Regions from separate parts of the Callithrix jacchus genome. Here region 1 is linked to region 2. The links are chromatin contacts, called in public Hi-C maps. All regions are on one chromosome and are shown on one strand. Each heading gives the region's core, a stretch centred on a gene start, on an enhancer-like site or on the middle of the called end of the contact. The rest is flanking DNA. Distances are from core to core; before and after follow the strand shown. Region 1 overlaps SMOC1 (SPARC related modular calcium binding 1). Region 2 has its middle 36 kb from the start of SRSF5.

Evidence for each region. Hi-C and Micro-C count contacts between places; a contact is called where the count stands out from the background.
Region 1: a Hi-C map of induced pluripotent stem cells shows a contact between it and region 2, with 5 times the contacts expected there. The contact joins two enhancer-like sites. A contact is called at or near these places in 3 of 3 Hi-C or Micro-C datasets (induced pluripotent stem cells and skeletal muscle).

What each region holds. Positions count from the first base shown.
Region 1 is chr8:104,990,825-104,995,833 of calJac240_pri, reverse strand. The region is part of intron 10 of SMOC1 (SPARC related modular calcium binding 1); the gene reads right to left. Among named protein-coding and RNA genes, the nearest start is that of SMOC1, 130 kb to the right of the region's middle. Within about 2 kb of position 1,978, at least 4 of the 16 cell types and tissues checked have an H3K27ac peak or open chromatin away from gene starts, as enhancers often do.
Region 2 is chr8:104,709,843-104,715,387 of calJac240_pri, reverse strand. No RefSeq gene overlaps it. Among named protein-coding and RNA genes, the nearest start is that of SRSF5, 36 kb to the left of the region's middle. Within about 2 kb of position 3,402, at least 3 of the 16 cell types and tissues checked have an H3K27ac peak or open chromatin away from gene starts, as enhancers often do.

The DNA of each region.
Region 1 (5,009 bases), core at 729-3,228, 280 kb before region 2:
CCTTCAGGCTATTTTGCAGCAAGAAGCAGTTCTTCTTCCTGACTTTACAACCTCCAAGAGTTTCCTTCCACGCCTGAGAGTGACCATCATCTGGCTCCTGCCCCTTTCCCTGCCTCTCTTCTGACTTTCCCTTTCTGCCATCTCCTTACCAGAAAAACAACATTTCGACTCTCTTCACTCCCATCAGGACCTCCCAGTGCAGGGAAACCATGACATCTGATTGCTGCCCACAACCCTGCCTGGCTCCCAGGTGAGCCACTGGGCTAAGATGCGCAGTGCTCACCACCTTGGGAGAGATACTTTGAGCCTCTCCAAGCAGTGCCTCTGGGCTCCTTCTAACACTGCCACGAGCCACAGCCTGCCCTGTGGGGCCTGAGTGTCCTGCTGCCTTCCTCCCTCCTTCCCAGCTAGCATGATACTCTCTGCTTCTGAACTCCTTTGGCTGCCAAAACCACCCCAAAACCTCCAAGTAAGAGAGCCCAACCTCTACCTGTAAGCTGGATACCCCGAGGGTCATCCAACACTTTGGCAAGGCCAAACTCCAAGTACATTAATAGCAGAACTTCTCAGCTTTGAGTCCATGAAGGATTGCGGACCCTCTGAGAACCTACCCAAAGATGTAGGCTCTCTCTCTAGAGAAATGCACATACACAGAGAAGCCTGCAGATTTTAGGAGAGTAACGGACTCCCTAAAGCCCATTAAACGTCCCTGGACTCAGGTTAAAAAAAAAGACAGAAACAAAACTCTTGATCTGGAGGAATGGAGGCTCTAGCCATGGCCCAGGGAGAGTGTTTAAGCACAATGCTTCTAGGAGAAGACGGAGGGAGACAAAACGACAGCAGCTGGGAGGGGTTCTGGGCTAGTTTCCCTGTTTCCAACAAAACTATTGGAGGCAATGGATTTTAAAACTGTGTAAATCAAGTTTCTGGCCTGGCCACAGCCTTAAGTCACAGAGGACATTGAGAGCAGGTACCCACCATGCTTTATGCAAGCTCTTGGCTAAGACTGGGATCCAGCGGGAGTCCTGGCACAGCAGTAAGTGTGTGCAAAAGAAGACCCAAGAGCCCTCTGTTAATGGAACAGAATCTGAGATTTTTTCCTGTGGGGGTGCTGGATAGACATGGAGCAGGGAGGCCTCCCCCAGAGCTTCGGGAGTCTCTCAAGCAGTCTTTGCTAGAGACTTTCCATCACAATTAGGCCCCCTCAGTCACCCACTGACACCCTAACAGCAAAGCCACAGCCCAAGTCTTGCAACCTCCCTCTTTTCCTCCCAGCTCCAGGCTTACACTGACCTCAGGCTCCCAACATATTCCACTGGAGGCCAAGACCGCTGAATTCAATGCTGCTCATCAGGCAAAGGCTGGGGACCTAAGTCAGAGGGAGCGAGGGCTCCTTGGGATCAGGGTAACAGCGCTCACTTGTCTACACTGCAGACTTCTCCATGGGTAATGTTCTACTTCTACTAAAAGGGCCCACTGGGTAGGTAGAATATCCAAGTTTCCTTGAATGTGGTAGGGAAAGACACACCCAAATGACACCAAATTCCAGATTTTGGAAGACTATGGTTCAGACAATATGAGCCAGACAACGCCAGTGTCTGCACTACCTCTGGGCTGTTTTTGTGGCTGTCCTGTTGACTTTTGCCCCCAGGGATGAGGAACCCCACTAGAGCCAAGTCCCTCCCCCAGCTGGCCTCACGGAGCCTTCTCCCAGTTTCAGAGGCAGTGCGGCCACCCTTCTCCTGCAGCACTTTCAGTTTTGCTTCTGCAGCCTCAGCCCTGCCAGGCCTTGGCTGCAACGCACAGCTGGAGAGCCAGCTCCATTTACCACAAGGAAACCTGCTTTGGCCAAGATCTCAGGCCCAGTTCTGCTGTACTAAGCAGTTTTAGAGAAGGTAAGGCGGGACAGCCTGGAGGCACTAGCCAAGCCAAGCAGACCGAGCCCCGTCTGGAGTTGGGTCCAGGCCCCGCCAGCTGTGCGGGTGCAGCAGGGAAATGCCAAGTCAGCCACATTCCAGCCTCTTTCTTGCAAAGCCATCAACGGGCAACCACACCGGGCAGGAAGGAGGAAACCACAGTACAGTCTCCCCTTGGAGGACCACGTGCAGGGCCAAGAGGCTCACACAGCCCTTCCCACCTCCCCTCAAAGTTGACTTTCCCTAGGTCAGAGTGGAGCCAGGAGAGGGTGTCCCTGCTCTAGAAGACTGCAGCTGAGATCTCAGAAATCTAACTTCGGGACTGATAAATGCTATGGTTGCTACGGGAAGGCTGATCTAAGGGGGAGCATTGCCTCCTGGAGCTCTGGCCAGAGGAGCCCAAGGGTTAACTCACTCACCCAGAAAATATTCACGGAGAAGGGCTATCACCCAGTGATATTTGCAAGGCACCCCCTCCCATGCACCTGCCATAGAGTTTCTGCAGACACCCCATTCTACTTTGCCTATTTTTAGATCTTTGTAGCACTGCTTTTTGCTACTAAATCCAGCCAGAAAAGGGAGTAGATGCCTCCCACTCTTCCACTCACTGCATCTAGCAAGTCTTGAAAGTTTTATCGATTTCTTTACAAAAGCTTCAGCAAATCATCCCTTTCCCACATTCCATGTCCTCATCACCCTTCACGCTAGCACTTGCTATAATCTTCCTGCCTATTTTGCTCCTCTCCAATCCTGCTTCCATAGTGCCATCGGGATGACTCTGCAAAAATGCCCACCTAACTTTGTAGCTCCCTTCTGCTCTGCAGCTTGATTCCCAGGACCCAGCACCATCTGGGCTCTGTCCAGCTCTGCAGCCTCACCTCCTACCGGTCTCCATCCTGACTTCCAAACATAAACCATACTACTTCCTACAGCTCCTTCTTCATGTCTTACCCTGCTCACACCTCACTACCCACATGGTCCCCTCTGCTGGAAGGCCCTTACCCCTGGTCCATCTAGGTCAGACATTTTCCCATTTGTAAGCTCCACTGTTGCTCCCATGAAAAGCCTTCCCTGGCTTCCCCAGGGTCCCCTCAACACTTTCTCAGCCTCTATTAGCCCACCAACTTTGCACTGCTTTCATACGGTTGTTCTAGATCTCCCCTCCAAGGCCAGAAACTACGCCCTTTTCTTCAGACGCCCCACCTAGCGGGAAGCTCATACCAGGGGCGGGTTGAAAGGTGAGAGTTGATGCAAAGCCAACAACTCCATGGCCGACAGGAAGCAGATTGGGAGGAAGACACCTTTTTCTCTGCACTATCCAAACATCTTCCATCCCTTTTTCCCACTGTCCCCAAATAGGACTGTTTCCCTGGCCTCAGTCGATGTCCAGCTTTAACTGCTAGAGTCTGAGAGGATACAGGAGGGATCAGATGCTTCATTAACCTCATGCCTGCAGCCCCAACTCTGCCTGAACTCCACAACCAAGGCCAAAATGCAGGAAGCCTGGGCTTCCTAATTGTCTCTGTCAGACAAGCTACCTGACTTCCAGCTGCTCCATACCTCTGCTCTTCCATCAAACAAGAGGGATGACTGGCCAGGGTCTGTCTGCACAGCACCCCTGAGGCCCAGCCAGGGTGCCCAAGGGCCCTGTTTACAAAATAGCATCACAGTAAACTTGACAGCTGGCTCCAACCTTACACTTGGTCTTGAGATGGTCGACAGACCCTCTGATGTGCCAGAAAAGGGTCTTATCAAGACAGGGATCCATCCATCTATCCCCCATCCCTCTAGCTGTTTATTCATTTAACATATTTAGCAGTGCCGGGCACTAGTCTAAGCTCTGGGAATACAGCAGAGAAGAAGACAGAAAATGTTTCTTCTCTCATAGAACTTAAATTCTTATTGGGTTTGGAGAGACAGATAATATATCATCAACAAGCCAGCAAAATATCAGACCGTGATATACACCAGGCTGAGTGTTAAAAAGGGGTGCTGAGGTACAGGGTGAGCAGGCAGCTCATGTAGATTGAGTGGTCCTTAAGAAGGTGACATTAAAATAGATAAGCCGGGCCAATCATGGGAAGATGGGGAACTGAATTCTAGGAGCAACTGACATAGAGGTCCTGGAACAGGCAAGAGCTTGACTTGTTTGAGGAACCAGAACTGAAGAGATTCAGTGCCTGGAACACAACGGTGGGAAGGAGAATAATACATGGGGAGAGGCAGGGCTGGCAAGATTGTCCTGAAGGGCCAGCCCCGGTCAGAGTTAGGGCTTTTGCTGAATATAGATCTTCCTGGAAGATCTGGGATGGCCTTAAACCCTGTCACTACACTGGTAACCTGGAGGCTACCTTCCTGGATAGCAGTTTCTCTCTTTCTTCTCCCTTTCGCTACCCACTTCCTTGATTTCTAAATGATTTCTTGGAGCATCTTGTCTGTCTTTTGATTAAAGTCCAGCCTTTAGGTAACATAACTACCAAAGGCAGTTCAAATCTTTCATTCCCATTGAAACCAAGCGTGGTCAAGCTAATATGAACTTAAAATGAAAAACATGTTTTGGAACAATTATTTTTTTGAGAAACCTCTTCCAATAGAATAGAAAAGAGAGCCTCTTCCCTAAGGACACACTGGTATTAAAAAAATTATAAATTTCATAGCTTTCCTTGCCTGCAAAAATCCCTTCTGCCTGCCATTTGAGGATAAGGCACAAATCCTGACTTCCCCTGGCAGCAGGGCCCATCTGCATCCCCCACCTGCAGCGGAGACCACTTGGTGCTCTTGGGAAAGCAACCAAGGGGGAGTTTGAAGTTCTGCCTCTTTAGGACTCAGGCAGAACTGCAAGTGGGACCCCCAAGCTGGGGGCAGTGCCAGCAGCCTGCAGGGAGATGTAAGTGGGAAGCTCCAGACCAGAAATGTTTAAGCCCATGACCCACCTTTTTTCTTTTTTTCTCTCTTCTAAACATAAATATAAACATAAAACATAAATTTCTCATGCCTGTTTTTGCATAAAGCAACAGGTTTTTTTGGAGACGAAGTCTTGCTCTGTCACCCAGGCTGATGGGGTTTCACCATGTTAGCCAGGATAGTCTCCAG
Region 2 (5,545 bases), core at 2,153-4,652:
AATTTAAAACAGTTTGGTAAGCTATAACGAAGCCTCTACAAATTCCAAAGTATCCTTATTATTAAGACTATATTATTTGATAATAATGCAATATAATTAAAAATTTATAACAAAAGTCAAATTTTTAAAATTTTCAGGACAGGCAAAGTCTATAAAATTTAGAGGAGAAGAGAAATAATGAATAACTTCAATTTTTTAAAGAAAAAGTTAGCTGATGTAGGGGCAGAAAGGGAGTAATCTCTTTTGTGCTCATTATAAGGAATCACAAGAGAGACTCTTATAAAAAAAAAGACAGGTTAACAACAGAAAACACATACACTGAAGTCTACAAAATATGAAAACTCAAGGATAGAGCCAAATGGCTGACACTTAAATACCCTCTGCAATGGGGAGCGGAAAGTGGGGAGTGTAAGAATAAATGGTTTTCGGGGGAAATTAATGGACCTGGAAAACAGAAATTAACTTGTAAATAATTCTCTTTGGAATTTGGATGTGCCCAAGAGGCAGACATCATCTTGTGAAAAAAACCAGGTTTGGTAGCTCAAGCCAGTAATCCCAGCACTTTGGGAGGTTGAGGCAGGAGGATTGCTTGAGTCCAGGAGTTCAAGACTAGCCTGGGCAACATGGAGAGACCCAGTCTCCAAAAAATATCAAAAAATTAAGCGTGGTGGCACATGCTTATAGTCCCAGCTACTTAGGAGGCTGAGACAGGAGGATCACTTGAGCCTGCGAGGTTGAGGCTGCAGTAAGCCATGTTTGGCCATTGCACTGCAGCCTGGGTGACAGAGTGATACCTTGTCTCAGAAAATAAATAAATATCTTGTGAAGAAGTTAATCCAGGTGTGGTTGCATTCTTCAGTCTCAATTTTCTGAGATAACGATATTTAAACAGATAATGAGATTTTAGGGAGAGGAAGGAAGGCAATCGTGGTCCTATTTGGGGATCTGATTTCTAGGTAGATAAGGGAACTTCATTTTTTTTTTTTTTTAATCAACTCCCAAGCACCTGGAAACTTCAGAAAATAGCCTCATTCTGTGCTTTGAGAGAAACAGAGAATTCAGAAACAGGAGTTGGGGGAAGGTCAAAGACCATAAGCCCTCTTCTTTAGTCCAGCATGTCAAAGTGCCATATTTTGGCTATCAATTTCTGAGACCCAACATTGACTTCCAAAAGAATAGAAATAGAATCTTATGGATTTTGTCCAAGGGAAAAATAGAGATTGTAGAAAATCAATAACATTTTTAATCCAAAAGAAGACAGGAAAAAGTAAAAAGAAGACAATAAAGAGCTCATACCAAATATGATAGATCCAAACGTATTCGTAACTATAAGAAAGATAAACATGTTTGTCAGAGGTGTTCAAACCAGAATGACTAATCTTGAATAGGGGCCGGGTAAAATAAGGCTGAGACCTACTTAGCTGCACTCCCAAGAAGTTAGGCATTCTAAGTCACAGAATGAGCTAGGAGGTCACAAGATACAGGTCACAAAGACCCCACTAATAAACTAGGATTCAGTAAAGAAGCCAGCTAAAACCCACCAAAACGAAGATGATAATGAGACTGCTGGTCATCCTCATTACTCATTATACATGAATTATAATGCATTAGCATGTTAAAAGACACTCCCACCAGCACCATGACCTTTTACAAATGCCATGGCAATGTCCAGAAGTTACCCCATATGGTCTAAAAGGAGGAGGAACCCTCAGTTCCAGGAATTCCCACTCCTTTCCTGGAAATCTCATGACTAATCCACCCCTTGTTTAGCATATACTCAAGAAATAACTATCAATATAGTCAGCTGAGCATCCCATGCCACAGCTCTGTCTATGTAGTAGCCATTCTTTTACTCCTTTACTTTCTTCATAAACTTGCTCTCACTTTGTTCTGTGGACTGCGGGAGATCCAAGAATCCTCTCTTGGGAGCCAGTAACATATTTAACTCAGATATTAAAGGACAGCATGTATCAGATCAGATCACAGTCCTACACTGTCTCAAATATAATAATAATTTATATCTCTAAAGTAGGATATTCTATGGATCGCTGGTTCATGCACATGCTTTAAAACCCTCTAGGGTGCCCACCTGCAAGATACTTCAAGCTAAGAGAATGGCTCTCAAAGCCCTTCAGCATAGAGCTACAGTCTCCAGGTCTGGGCCATGTGACAGTGCCTCGCCCCACACCCTCCCATCCAACCACACCTGATTCTCACACTCCCCAATACTCCGCAACCTCATGACTCCACTCACAACTGGGCATTGCCCACCTGTTAGATCTGCCTAGAAGGCCTCTCCCCCTGGCCCATCTCTTCTGCCTGACAACCAAACTAGTGTTGGTTCAAGACCCAGCTGGAACAGCACTTGCTCCGTAAAGCCCTAGCCAACTGCTGTGCACCTCCTTCACCGGGGAGGAGTAGTCTCCCTGCATCATTCCCGCAGCTCTTCTTTCCTCTCTCCTGCCCCTCCTCCATCCTTCCTTCCTAGTGCAGTGAAGTACAGAGCCTCTGGGGGTCCTGCTAGGCACTGAGGAGTCAAGGTTTAAGGGGGATAGAGACCAGTGACGACACTGTTAGTGCCAGTCGTGAGAACCTCAAGGACAGAGCAGCCCCGTGTGCTCAGCCCTCAGCACCAGCCTGGCACCTTGCAGGAGCATCTGTTGAGCCAAAGGATTCTGTAGAGGGTGGAACTGTGAACCCCGGAAAAGATATGTCCGAGTGCTGTTTCCTGTGAATGTGATCGTAGGTGGAAATGGAGTCTTTCCTCTGTGATCAGGTTAAGATGAGTCCCACTAGATTGGGTGGGCTCTAATCCTACGACCGTGTTCTTACAGGAAGAAGGAGACGTGAGCCTGGACATACAGGAAGGCAGAGGCTGGAGTGAGGCATCTGTAACCAAACCCACAACAAGGACTGCGGGCTGCCGCTGGAAGCTAGAAAGAGGCCAGGAAAGACTCTCCCTAGAGCCAGCAGAGGGGCACGGCCCTACGCACGCCCTGATCTCCGACTTCAGGCCTCCAGAACTGTGAGAGAAGACACTTCTGCTGCCGTAAGCCACCCAGTTACTGGTAATTTGTTATGGCAGCTCTAGGAAACAGAATACAGAGTTCAAGCAGGAGTCGGTTTCTCAAAAACTCCTAGGTCGCCCCCCCCCCACTCCCCGGAGGCCCCGGCTGTCACACCCCGACTTCCCGCTGACCCCTGCTTTGCAGAACCTGGGAGCTAACTTGTCAACCCCAAGCCCAAGTGTCCCCTCCAGCTGCAGAGGGCCGCATCCTCATCCGACACTAGATGGCGCCAGCGCGCTGAGCCGGCCCTGCTTCGTGGGCTCCCGGTCCGGTGAGTAGCCCGCGGGCCCGGGACCCCAAATCCAAGATCAAGATCGGACATCCAACTTCTTCGAGTTCTTCCCAGGGAAAGTGGCTTTTTTTCCGGTCAGAGGGAGGAATTCGGATCCTCTGCCTTGGCCCTGGCCCTGCCCGCCCGGCGCCCCCTTGAGGCCTTGGATCTGAGCTGCCCGTGGTGCCTCCTCCGGCCTCTGCTGCAGGCCCCGGGGGTGCTGCTGAGCCTGGGTGGGGTTGCACACACGGCCTTGAGGGTGGCGAGCACCCAGGTCCGCACAGGCAGAAGGATGTGCTCTGGTACTGTGAGCTGAGCCAAAGCTGGGCTTTCTGCGCGTGAGGACGGCTGCCAGGCGAAGGGCATGGCAGTGGGGAAAGAAGACTATTTACCCCCCTTGCTGCAATCCTGCAATGGTTCCCCGTTGCTCTTAGGCGATGCCCAAATATTTTTTTTTTTTGAGATGGAGTCAGGCTCTGTCGCCCAGGCCGGAGTACAGTGGCGCGATCTCGGCTCACTGCAACCTCTGCCTCCCAGGTTCTCCTGCCTCAGCCTCTCAAGTAGCTGGGATTACAGGTGTGTGCCACCACATCTGTCTAATATTTTGCATGTTTAGTAGAGACAGGGTTTCACCGTGTTAGCCTGAATGGTCTCGATCTTCTGACCTCGTGATCTGCCTGCCTCAGCCTCCCAAAGTGCTGGGATTACAGATGTGAGCCACTGTGCCCAGCAGCAATGCCCAGCTTTTTTCATGACCTACCTACGAGACTCTACCTGGTTCCCCAGCATCATCATCTCACTCCACTCTCTCCTTCCAAGCATGTTCTGTTTCAGGGTTCATGAGGTGTTGTGCCTTTAATTTGGAACCCTCCTTGCCTAGCTAATACCTATGCATTTCCCCACTTACACACATGAGCAAAGTATCGCTAGGAAAAATTCCTGCAATTCCTGGTTTGAATGTATGTGTCCCTCCAAAATTTATATGTTGGAACATAAACCCCAAGGTGTGGTATTAGAAAGTGAGGCCTTTGGAAGGTGATTACGTCGTGAGGGTTCCACCCTGGCAAATGGGATTCATGCCTTTATGAAAGTGCTGGAGGGCACTAGCCAGGCCTCTTTGGGCCCTTCCATCTCTTCTGCCACATGAGGATGTAGGAATCATCCCTTTTGCCCCTACCATCAGGGGAGGATGCAGCCAGAAAAGTGCCATCTTGGAAGCAGAGAGCGGCCCTCACCAGACACCGAATCTGCGGGTGCCCTGCCCTTTGACTTCCCAGCCTCCAGCACAGTGGGAACTTTCTATTGTTTATAAATTACTTATTCTAAGGTATGGGGTTATAGCAACAGGAAGAAACTAAGACATAGAATTTCCAGGGTGAAAGAATTTCGTATCATTTCAAAGTGTGCATTATCCAAATAATGTTGTTTAGAAACAATCACAAACTTAGAGAACATTTCCTGAAGCATTTAGAGTATTTTTCCCAACCCCCTCCCAATACTTTAATGTGTGTTTCCCACCAGCAAGGATTTTCTCCTACATAACCACAGCTGTCAAATCAAGAAGTTAACCAGAAGTTACCACATTGAATCCTCAGACCCCATTGAGTTTTGTCCCAGTAATATCTTTTATCGCAAAAGGACCCAGTTCAGAATCATGTTACATTTCTCTTTATTCATGTCTCTTAGCTCCCTCAGTCTGGAACCCTTCCTCAGATTTTCCCTTGCTTTTTTTTTAGACAGAGTCTTGCTCTATCATCCAGGCTGGAGTGCAGTGGCACGATCTCAGCTCACTGCAACCTCCGCCTCCCAGGTTTAAGAGGTTCTCTGCCTCAGCCTCCCAAGTAGCTGGGATTACAGGCCACCATGCCCAGCTAATTTTTGTATTTTTAATAGAGACAGGGTTTCACCATCTTGGCCAGGCTGGTCTTGAACTCCTGACCTCGTGATCCACCCGTCTCAGCCTCCCAAAGTGCTGGGATTATAGGTGTGAGCCACCGCTCCCAGCTTTCCTTTAATTTTCATGACCTTGACATTTTACAGATTACAGGCCAGTTATTTAGTGAAATACGGCTCACTTTGGGTCTGTCTCATTTCCTCTTCCACAACTGGTGTAGGTTGCATTCTGCAGGAATACCATGGCATATCTGTGTTCACTTGGTGCCGCCTATCAGTTGGTACACGATTTTTATTTTTCCCACTGACTAAA